2 separate regions of the Muntiacus reevesi genome follow, and region 2 is linked to region 1. A link is a contact called in public Hi-C data. All regions are on one chromosome and are shown on one strand. Each heading gives the region's core, a stretch centred on a gene start, on an enhancer-like site or on the middle of the called end of the contact. The rest is flanking DNA. Distances are from core to core; before and after follow the strand shown. Region 1 holds the start of CCDC171 (coiled-coil domain containing 171). Region 2 holds the start of TTC39B (tetratricopeptide repeat domain 39B).

Evidence for each region. Hi-C and Micro-C count contacts between places; a contact is called where the count stands out from the background.
Region 2: a Hi-C map of muscle shows a contact between it and region 1, with 2.7 times the contacts expected there. The contact joins the promoter of TTC39B here to the promoter of CCDC171 in region 1. A contact is called at or near these places in 2 of 3 Hi-C or Micro-C datasets (blood and muscle).

What each region holds. Positions count from the first base shown.
Region 1 is chr17:27,150,943-27,155,986 of mMunRee1.1, forward strand. CCDC171 (coiled-coil domain containing 171) reads right to left here and starts at 3,310. Exons shown (of 26, transcript XM_065908260.1): 1 at 3,300-3,310.
Region 2 is chr17:27,325,381-27,330,855 of mMunRee1.1, forward strand. It overlaps TTC39B (tetratricopeptide repeat domain 39B), which reads left to right and starts at 2,048. Exons shown (of 19, transcript XM_065907755.1): 1 at 2,048-2,285. The coding sequence starts at 2,244.

The DNA of each region.
Region 1 (5,044 bases), core at 2,060-4,559:
AGGACATACAAAATGAAATAGAAGTAAAATTTTTAAACAAAAATTTAAGAAAAAGACCAAAATGATTCAAGAGAATGTGAAAATATACTGAAAACAGGCAAAGAATAACCAACATGGAAATAACATAAGTCCCTGAATAAGCAATAAAGCAAGGGAAACAGAACAAACACTAAAAACTGTAATTCAAGAAAAGTTTTCTTAAATATAAAAATACTCTAATCCACAGTTCCAAAAAACAAGCTACATATCTGCGAACACGAACCCAGCACAAGCAACACCAAGACATATTCTAAGATAACTACTGGACTTCTGTAAAAAGATGTATACAGACGTTCATGCTGCGTTATTCATAGACAGCCAAGAAGTAAAAACCCAAATATCCATCAATTTGCCAATATATAAACAACATGACATATTATTCAACCATAAAAAGGAATGAAGTACCAATATATGCCACAACATGGATGAATGTTGAAAACATTATGCTAAGTGAAAGAAGCCAGACACAAAAGGACACATATTGTATAATTCCATTATCTGTGAACAAGTTGATACCCCAAAGCCATACCCTTCCCTCATCATTCCTACTGTGCACATATAAACATCCCTTCTCCAGATATCACACTTAGATTATCTCATTTCACTCTACACCAACCCCAAGGGGAAGATACTGTTAATATCCCCATTTTATACCCTGGAAACTGGGGCTTAAAGATACTCCATCACTTGTCCAAAGTGACATCTCTAGTAAGTGACAGAGTAAGGATTCAAATCCAAATTAGCTATCTCCAGAGCTTTGCTCCGTACCTTTGCCATTAACCTTTAACACACGGCTCACGCCGTGGCTTCCCTCACAAGTCAGGGAAGCACTTCTGCTCCGTACTGCCAAGTTCTTAAACACAGATCATTTTTCCACACATCCAAACTACAAGTCAGGGTCTTAATAAAAGATGACCCAGACGTCCAGTTAATTTCTCAATCCAGAAGGGATTTCCAGAGTTGGGCCAAATGCAGGGCACCCACTGGGCAGTGATGGATAAAGGCAAAGTTTAAATCAGTTTCTTACATTAATGTGTTACTATCTTTATGTTCTCTTGGTAGTGAAGTTGGTCTAATTCTCACCATTCCCACTAAAACAGATGAAAGAAAGTGAAAGTCGCTCAGCCATGTCCATGCAAAACACGGACTATACAGTCCACTGAATTCTCTAAGCCAGAATACTGGAGTGGGCAGCCTTTTCCTTCTCCAGGGGATCTTCCCAACCCAGGGATTGAACCCAGGTCTCCCGCATTGCAGGCTGAGTCACAAGAGAAGCCCCAAAACATGAGGGGATGTTTAGTACATCATTCGTCAAGAAGTTTTTTAGAAATAGTTATGGGGCAATTGAGGACAAGGGATCAATGGTCTGGACATCCTGAGAGTAAGTACCAGCCAAGAAGACAATTCTGTTTTAGATTTCAGAGCTGCTACTGGCAAGAAGTTTTCCTGTCTCACATCTGAGCCCTTCTGTAGGTCATCCAGAACACAATGATCTCTCTTAGTGTGTCTGCACAGATCAGGGGAAAGGGGAGGGGCAGGGAGAATGAAAAGATGAAGACTGTTATTGAGCACTTCCTGCATACCAGACACTACATTAAACATATCTGAGCTCAGTGAATCTTCCCAATACCCTACAGATTATTATGCATGTTTCACAGATGAGAACACTGAGGCTTGGAGAGGCTGAGTAACTTGTGTATAAAGATATCCAGTGGGGGGGTTAGAATTCAAGTTCATATTGTGGCTGACTCCTAAATTCATTCTCTTTCATAACACAGTGCTGTCTTCAATACTAACCACATCTGTAGTATGGGTGTCTATTAGCAAACATATTTCACCTTTTAAAAAGATGTTTGGTTCTTTTATCAAAACAAAACCAAGACAAATGGGCTGAGGCAATCAAATTATTTTAGGATTAAATGAGACTTCAGAGATCCAGTCTATCCTTCTTATCTGACAGATAAGGCATTTTAATGCCCAGGGAGCTTAGGTGATTTGCCTGAGGTCACACAGCTAATAAAAGTCTCCACGAGGACTGATACAGAAAGCTCCAAACTAAAATAACTGCTTTCATCTTTTCTTGTGAAGGTTGTACTGCCTTTGTTTCCTCATTTCATGGGAAACCAAGTTCCTTTCCTGCTCTCTGCTTGTTTTGTTACTAGACACTAACTGTTCAATAAAACAAGTGACAAAAAATGGTAGGTTCTCTCCTTCAAGATTATGAAAACAACTAAATAAACATCAATGTGTAATGTGTTCAAAAGACTTGGACACCAACTGAAATTGGTTCTCAAGTAAATTTAAGTGGTTATCATTGGCGATCTGCTTAAAACGGGGGGGGAGGGGGGTGGAACTGCCTAGGATAAATATCACCTGGAATAAAGAACAGTCAAAAGGAGACTCCACTTCTGCAGAAATCGTACAGCCACGGAGCAACTCAGAGCTCTCTTTTCTCTTAAGAGTCATGAAGTTACATGTACATGAAGCTACAGAAGACAGCCTAGCACAACTCATTCTTTCACTTATCAAACATTTATAAAGTGTCTAGTGTGTGGCTGGCATTTTTATTAAAAGGGATGAAAATGATCTGGTTCTTGTCCTCGAAGGACTTACTGATTCTTGAGAGGGAAAGAGCCCGGCAATCCGGAGTTGTAAACTTAAGAAGCTCCAAGTCCAGGCTCTGAGTCCTGCCCTCTGGACCCTACCCTGTCTTCTGTGTTCTGAGGCAGTGGTCTTTGGCTAGGATGATCCAGAAGCATCTTTCTCCAGGTGGGCGGAAAGGCCCAGCCCAAGGAACTGGAGGCGAGCCCCCATTGACAGAACAGCCTCAAACTAACTCAGGGTCCCTCATAACCTTAACTGCAGCCCCCCTATAACCGTTCCTCTCAACACCTCCCAGCCCGTCTTTCTCCTCCACCCACATCTGATGGTTACCTCAGGGGGCTCCCGCGATCCAAACTGCACAGCCGCGGCCCCTGGGGCAGCTTCAAATCTCAAAGGCAGAAAGAGGCCCCGGCCGACCTCGGGGTCAGAGCAAAAACTGTTGGAACCCGACGGACTCTAGGACCCGGGGAAGGGAAACGAATAGCACAGCGGGGAAAGAAGGGAGACCAGCCCCCGAGCGACTGTGTTTACAACGGCCACTTCCGGAGACTAGACTTCTCTAGCAGACCTCCGCAGACTTTCGGGGGGCCCCTAGCCCCGCCCCGGCCTGCCCCTTTCCTCCCGCCTCCCGCAGCCCGCAGCTCCAGGATACGCACTCGGAGAACGCCGGGCTCGGATTGGAGGATCCGGGCCCGCGGAGCTGCGCGGCCTCACTGGAAGGCAACCGGCGCATGCGCTGTTGCTGGGGAGCGGCGCGCTAGCGATCGCGCGCGGCCCCGCTCCTGGAGCGTCCTTTCCGCGCGTGAGCACGCCAGGTCCCGCGCCCTGGAAGAGTCTCGGCGTGAGGTTCCCGGGTCACATCCTAGAATCCCCAGGGAGCTGGCTGAACAGGCCGGTTTCCAAGCCCTAGCTCAGAAACCCGCCTACTGAATAAAAATCTTAAGAAGTCGAATCCCAGGTGCTCCATATTTACGCTAGCTCCCCTGCCGACCCTTAGTATCACCGCCCTCCTTCGGGGTCCATAGTCTGGAGCCAGGGGGAAATTCTCTGGGCTCGGCTTCTGCACCAGTGGCTGGTTTCCCGCAGTCTAAGCTCCCAACTGCCCGACGCTTCTAGTCCCCTCCTCCCACCCCCATTGTATCCCAGCTTGTGCTTGTAAACGGAGCCGAAAGTGCGGGTCAGTGCGCTGATGCCGTTGCAGCGCCTCTAACTATAAATATTACATAAACAGGTACCTCGCGAAAAAGTCCTCGGAACCTTAGCGTGTGCGCCTGCTTGCTTTCCTGCCCTCCTCCTCTTCCTACGCCCCCACCCAGCCCCGCAACACACACACAACACACGCTTTCCTCGTTGATAATTTACACTTAAGATTTCTCCTGGAAGCCGCTAACGCCTCAGGGAGATTGGAAAACCAAAAGCTCTTTTGTTCCTTGGCTATTGAAAGCCTATTCCCCAAAGAACAGTGCAAACTGGCAGGATTTTGATAAAGGATTTTTTCTTCAGCACCACTACCTTCTCTTCCCAAAAAGGTGTTTAATACAAATCGAGCCTTTTATGCTAAAATAGTCCCGTGTCGATTGTAATCAACCTGAAACCAGGTGTAACAGAGGCCGTCTTCCCCAGGAGAAGCAACGGTCATAAATGCAAATACCAATTGAGATTAAGCCCTCCCTGATTCGTGTAGCACTGAAACTTTAATTGGCTTGAGTTTAGTCATTTAGATTAAGAAAGGAGGCACATCTCACTTCTTAATAGTCTAGGCAGAAAGAAGATAATTGCTTCAAAGAGTTTACGGAAAGGAAAAAATAGCCCACTGTAACATGGAGAAAGGAAAATGGAAGTTACAGCAAACTAACGATATTAGGGCCAATTTTTTTACAAGTTTTAAATATTTATAATTTTTTTTTGTTGTTTTAGCAAAATCACAGAAGTGAATATTGTACAGCAAGAAATACCAAAGGTACCACTGTGATTGTTGTTCAGTCCCGAAGTCGTGTCTCTTTGTGACCCCATGGACTGCAGCATGCCAGGATTCCCTGTCCTTTACCAACTCTTAGAGTTTGCTCAGACTCATGTCCATTGAGTTGGTGATGCCATCCAACCATCTCATCCTCTGTCGCCCCCTTCTCCTCCTGCCCTCAATTATTTCCAGCATCAAGGTCTTTTCCACTGTTAATGTCAACCCTGGACAACCAGAAAAGCTTTATAGAAAGCTTTAAGTTCAATCTGGGAAGATGGTTATAGATTGACCAAGTTAGAAGAAATTGGAAAACATGGAAGTTACAAACATCAGGATAAGGAAACAGCATGAGGCATTTGAAAAACTGAAGAAAGCTCTGTGTGTGTGATCTTGGGGTTGGGAATGTGTTGGGAGTAAGATGACATGGTGGAGATCACAGAG
Region 2 (5,475 bases), core at 798-3,297, 170 kb after region 1:
TGCCACTCAATAGAGCCAAGTTCTTTTGTATCTCTTTAAAATTTGAGGAGTTGAAATTGAAAGAAAATAACAAAGCATACAGGAGAGGAAAAAGTCACCACGAGATGGCTTAATGTTAAAAAATGTGATATTAATTTGGGAGCCAATGAACTTTAAAAAAAGGGAATCATGCATGAGTAATAAGGAGTGGGATCTGGACCCAGACAGGAAATCCAGCCTCAGAAATCTAAGTATAAACAGGAGGTTGGGGGAGGAATGGAAACTTTCAGGGGTATTGTAATTAAATGACCCCAGGTCCCTTCTAGCCTCACATACCTGATTCTAAGAGTGCTGCAAGAATGTATTAGCTTGTTTTTAAAAGTGGTGATGCTGAAATATAATATATAGGGGCACAAAATCCACCCATTACGTGATACAATTCAAGGATTTGCAATGAATCGTAAAGTTGTGCAGTCATCACCATAATCTAATCTGCTTGTGAGGTAGAACCATTTCATTTTTCTAGTATAAAGGTACGTAGTGACTCATTAAAACTGTAGAGCAAGTTTCAAGGATGCAAAGGTGACTCACTGAAAGTACGTGTAACAGACACGTGTTGGCAGCTGCTCTACTGAAATAGGGAGAGAGAAGGGGAAGGTGGTGGTTGGAGGCAGTGTGGAACAATGGTTACCACCACACCCTTAAGTCAGATTGCTGAAGTTGAGATTCTGGCATTCTTACTTCCTTAATAGATGTCTGACTGCAAACAAATTACTTGAACCCTGTGAGCCTCATTTTACTCATCTGTAAGTTAACAGTATCTACTTCATGGGGTTACGAAGGATAGATGATGTAAATTAAACAAGGGGCTCAGGATAGTCCTGGAGCATAGGAAGTACTCAATAAATGTTAGTAATCTTTGTAGTTGTCGCTGGATGACCATTAAATGCCTTTCATGAGCCAGACACAAAAGACCATGTGCCCTATGATTAACTTATAGATATGAAATTCTAGAAAAGGCAAGATGAAGTGATAGAAAGCAGATCAGTGGTTGCCCCAGGCCAGAGAGTGGGTGAAAGAAATTGACAGCAAACAGGCACAGGGAACTTTATCAGTGTGTTCTAAAATATGATTGGAATGGTGTTTTGTAAACATTTATCAAATTAGCAGCTTAAAACTGGTGAATTTTATTGCATGTAAAATAAAGCTGACTAATGCCCCCCTCAATACTCCCAAAATTCAGCTCATAATTTTTCAGTTGTGTTAGACACAGGAATCAATTTCTAAAGGAAGCCAGTAAATATTTTTTGAGCACCCACTGCAAGGCACTGTTCTAGGTGTTGGGAATACAACTTTGAAGAAGACACAGCAACCCATCCCTACTCTCATGGGTATATAGATCAAGCACGATTTACGCACATATGTTTGGGATTACAAAAGGGTTCATTGTGACAGAATATTGGAAGAAGAGAACTCTAAGTTGCATAAATATCTGTCTCATGATTTTTAATTTATTTATCAGACATACACAGAAGCAAACACATCATCCCTGTATGGGAAGACGATGTCCCTCACCTAGTGTCTGGGTAGGTGGAATGACAAAGACCTCTGGGTGACTGGTGACCTTGACGCGAAGTTGCTTTCTGGCCTCACCATTTGCGAGACGCAGTGCCCACTTGGCGAGGGAAGGGACTTGGCATTGGCTCAGGACCAGGTGGACGCTTCAAATGGGCCTCGGGGATAGCGTGGCTTTCATTTTGGCCACGCTAAGCCGGTGCTCCCTTGGCCGCTGGCGAGCAATAGCCTCCGCACAGAGCGCTAGAATACTCCTAGGTATTCAATACCTTCCCACAGGGTGGGCGAGACCTGCCAGGTTCGCGAGTGACTCCGCCCACAAAGTGACTCCGCCCACGGAATGACCGCCCAAGGGGATCCGAAGTGGATGCTGTCTGGAGGTGGAGACGCGTTGCAAGAATCTGATTGGCTTCTCTAGTCAGAGCCTCGTAGAGGGTGGGGCGAGGCCTGCAGGGGGCGGAGCTTATGTCGAGGGGGCCACCCGGCGCCGGCTTGAGAAATGGATGCTCGGCGGATGTGCAGGCGCCGGGGGCGGGGAAAGCACTTGCTCAGCCGCGCGCTGGCCCCGCCTGGGACCCGGCGGGAGCGCTGGGCCGCCCTCTTCCTCCCGTGCTGGCGCTGGGCTGAGAAACTGAGTTGGTCCTGAGCTCCCTGTTTGGTTTTTGGGCGGCGGCAGCCGGAGGAGGAACATGGCGCTCGTCGGCAACGGAGCAGAGTTGGAAGTGGACGAGGTACTGACCGGTGGGGAGTGTGGGCACTACCCCTGGAGCCCGGGAGGGATGAGCGAGCTCGGCAGGGTTGAGCGAGCTCGGCAGGGACGGCCAAGGCCCCGCCCCCTCGGTTGCCTGTCTGGAACCTACAGTCGCCCGCCCGGAGGAGGAGACGGGGGTTGCGAGTGGGGACACCCGACCTTGGGAAGTCCGTCCCTGCTGGAGCGAGGAGGGTCTCTGCGGCGCTCGGATCGGAGGCGCTGCTGAGGTTCCAGGCATCACGCCTGGGGTTGTGGGAAGCGAGGGCACCGCGACCGGGCGGCTGGTGGAGGGGTGCGAGCATGCGGAGCGCAGGACCCGCAGTATAGAGCAGTTCTGAGCCTTGCTAGGGACGCCTAGGCTTTATGGGGTCTGACCCTGAAGTTCCGACACTGGCGCTTTGGAGTTTGTGGAACCGTCTCCTGATCTGGGAATCTCACCTTCTATGGAAGTTTCCGGTGGCAGAATCGAAGGGCTTGCAGTCGATGAGAGGAGGGGGCCAGCAGGAGGAAGAAGGAGCCCTCGGGGTGTCTGCACCAGCGGGCGAGGCAGAGCTGCCCTTGAGTTGGAGGGCTAGGGGCCTGGAGCAGCAGCCCAGAAATTGGTGCTTTCAACATCAGATTCCCAGAGTGGGTGGTAGACGGAGGGAAGGCGCAGGGAGAACCGACTCCGACCTTCAACTGCGGTCTCTATACTGCCTTTAAATAATTAGCCACTTCCTCCTGTGGCTGGCACGCCGGGGTCTGAGCACCCTCGGGCGCGCGCGCAGGACCTGTTGATTTATTGACTTGCTGCGAGCAGTTGGCAGCTCCGCAGAGACACGCTCTCTTTCTCGCTCTTGAAGTTGAAGCCGCCAGCGGCGGCGGCACAGGCAGCTGCTGCTGCTGCCATTTTACCTGACTTGAATTTTACGAGTCGCTGCCTGAGGAGGCTTCATTTCAAATGATGCAATAGTGGAAGACCTTGGAGTTGACAGGCCTGCCCATCTTTTCAATGTCGGGAAACTCCTCGCAACTAATACTGTGTTTTAAATGTAGCCCTTAAAATAAAACAAAACAAAACCCAAACTCCAGCTCTTTTACACGACTGTCCAGAAGCTTTCTTACAGCCTGTGCCTTCCAAGGAGGACCTCAAGACGACCGATCAATGAACTAGAGCGTCCATGGCTGCATCTATTGTTGAACCTTTTAAATTACACATAAAAGCAAAGGATGAAATGGCTTATTCGTTGCCATTTTCGTCTGTGACAGCCTTTCTTTATTTGTAGCTATAGACTGTCTTTTTGGTATGACCTGGAGCCAGCTTTTTTTCGTTCCTCCTGTGTTAGATCTTTTCTGTAATCAAAGTCGTAACACTTTCCTGGTGCTTTGACTATGCATTCACTGTTTCCCTTAAAGGTTTTTATGACTCTCAGCTGTATGGCCCTAGTGGTAAAGAACCTGCCTGACAATGCAGGAGACATAGGAGACGCAGGTTCAGTCCCTGGGTTAAGAAGATCCCCCTGGAGTAGGGCATGGCAACCCACCTCAGTGTTCTTGCCTGGAAAATCCTACAGACAGAGGAGCCTGGCAGGCTACAGTCCATAGGGTTGCAAAGATTTGTACACGACAGAAGCAACTTAGCCTGCACGTACGTTCTTGGCATGCAAGGCTCTTTACAGTGTGGTCTCAATCTGATGTGCTAGCCTAGTTCCCAGCCACTTTTCTATGTGTAACAATTTTAATAAGTGTTATGCCTGAGGAAATAAGATTGGGAGTAGCTAGTAAAGGTGGAGTGAAAAGTTTAAATTCCTGGGCTTGATGAAAAAGATTTGCAGCACTTAATTGTGATTATTTGTTTTGCAACACTTAGATGTATTTGTTTAGGTCAGGGCATTGTTGGGAGAGAATGCTTGGACAATAGGTATTGAGACATAGGGCTACGCTAGCTGTGCTGTCTGCTTGCAAGGTGAACCAAATGTCAGGCATTGGCTAGGGAGGATAGCTCTAACTCTGTGGGGGAAATTAGGTTTCAAAGCAGCAGAGAGTCTAGCACACAAGATACTTGGTAATATGTATTTGTGGAGTGAATGAATGACTACAGAATTGAAGACAAAGCCTAATAATTACTCACTTTTTGCCATATCTTTTATTCATTTTTTAAAATCCCACAACTATTAGGCTCCTGTTACATGTTAGGTACTATACTGGTTCTAGGAAATGAGCAAAGTACAAACCAAATTCTTTTATTCATGCCAAATCTACTTTTGTCTCTCATGATGCCCCGTTTCCACCAGAATAAATGTTGCAAGCATTTATTGAACATTTGCTTTGTGCTTAAACTTGGCAGGTGCCTTAGAGAGGGAAGGCAGTTCTGACTTTCCACGGTTCTCAGTCTGGGTAGGGAGATGTGGCATGTGAACAAGAACTTTGGAAAGGAGCTCAAGGCAGGGTAAGCAAGTAAGAAATGTTGCCTTGTAGACACGGTACCTTTAGCTTATTTGTGGAAACTCCCTCACTTTCAATGGGCTGAAGTGCTCTCCCACATGTGCACAAGACCCTGCTCTTAAACTTACTGGATGTGTGAAACTAAAAGAGCTGGGAAGCTTTTCAAACACTTAATTTAAATTTGATGGTCTTTGAGGTCACTATTTGATATTCAAATGGGAGTAAAAGGGGACCAGGTGATTTAGTTGGAAAAGTAGTAGATTAGGAGTTAGGTGAGCTGGGCTCTCAATTCTGCCACTCATTTATCCAATAGCCATTCATTCACTAAGTGTACAAACATCTGATTATGTTATGTGCCAAGCCTGGTGCTAGCTTGAAGATACAACAGGGACCCAGACTGACCCGGTCTCTGTCTATAACGATAGAGTGACCTTGATTGAGCCAGTCTCTTAACCTCTTAGGGCCCTCTAAGTTTCCTCATCTGAAGATGAAGGGGTGCCATGAGCCCTGAGTGTTCTTCCAAGCTCTGAAAGTCTATACATTTAGAGGCAGGGAGGCTTCTTTTTTTGGGAAAATGCTGATAATATGGGAATCCCTTTTCTTTTGAAGTACCCAAGGAGATGATGGTAGTAGTGGGGCTCTTATGATAGCTGTGGAATGGGTGTTTTCTTAGGTAAACTGGTGTTTTTGTTTTTATTATCTTTAGGTGCTAGGAGGATAAATGTGGGAACCATAAGAAGTTAGGG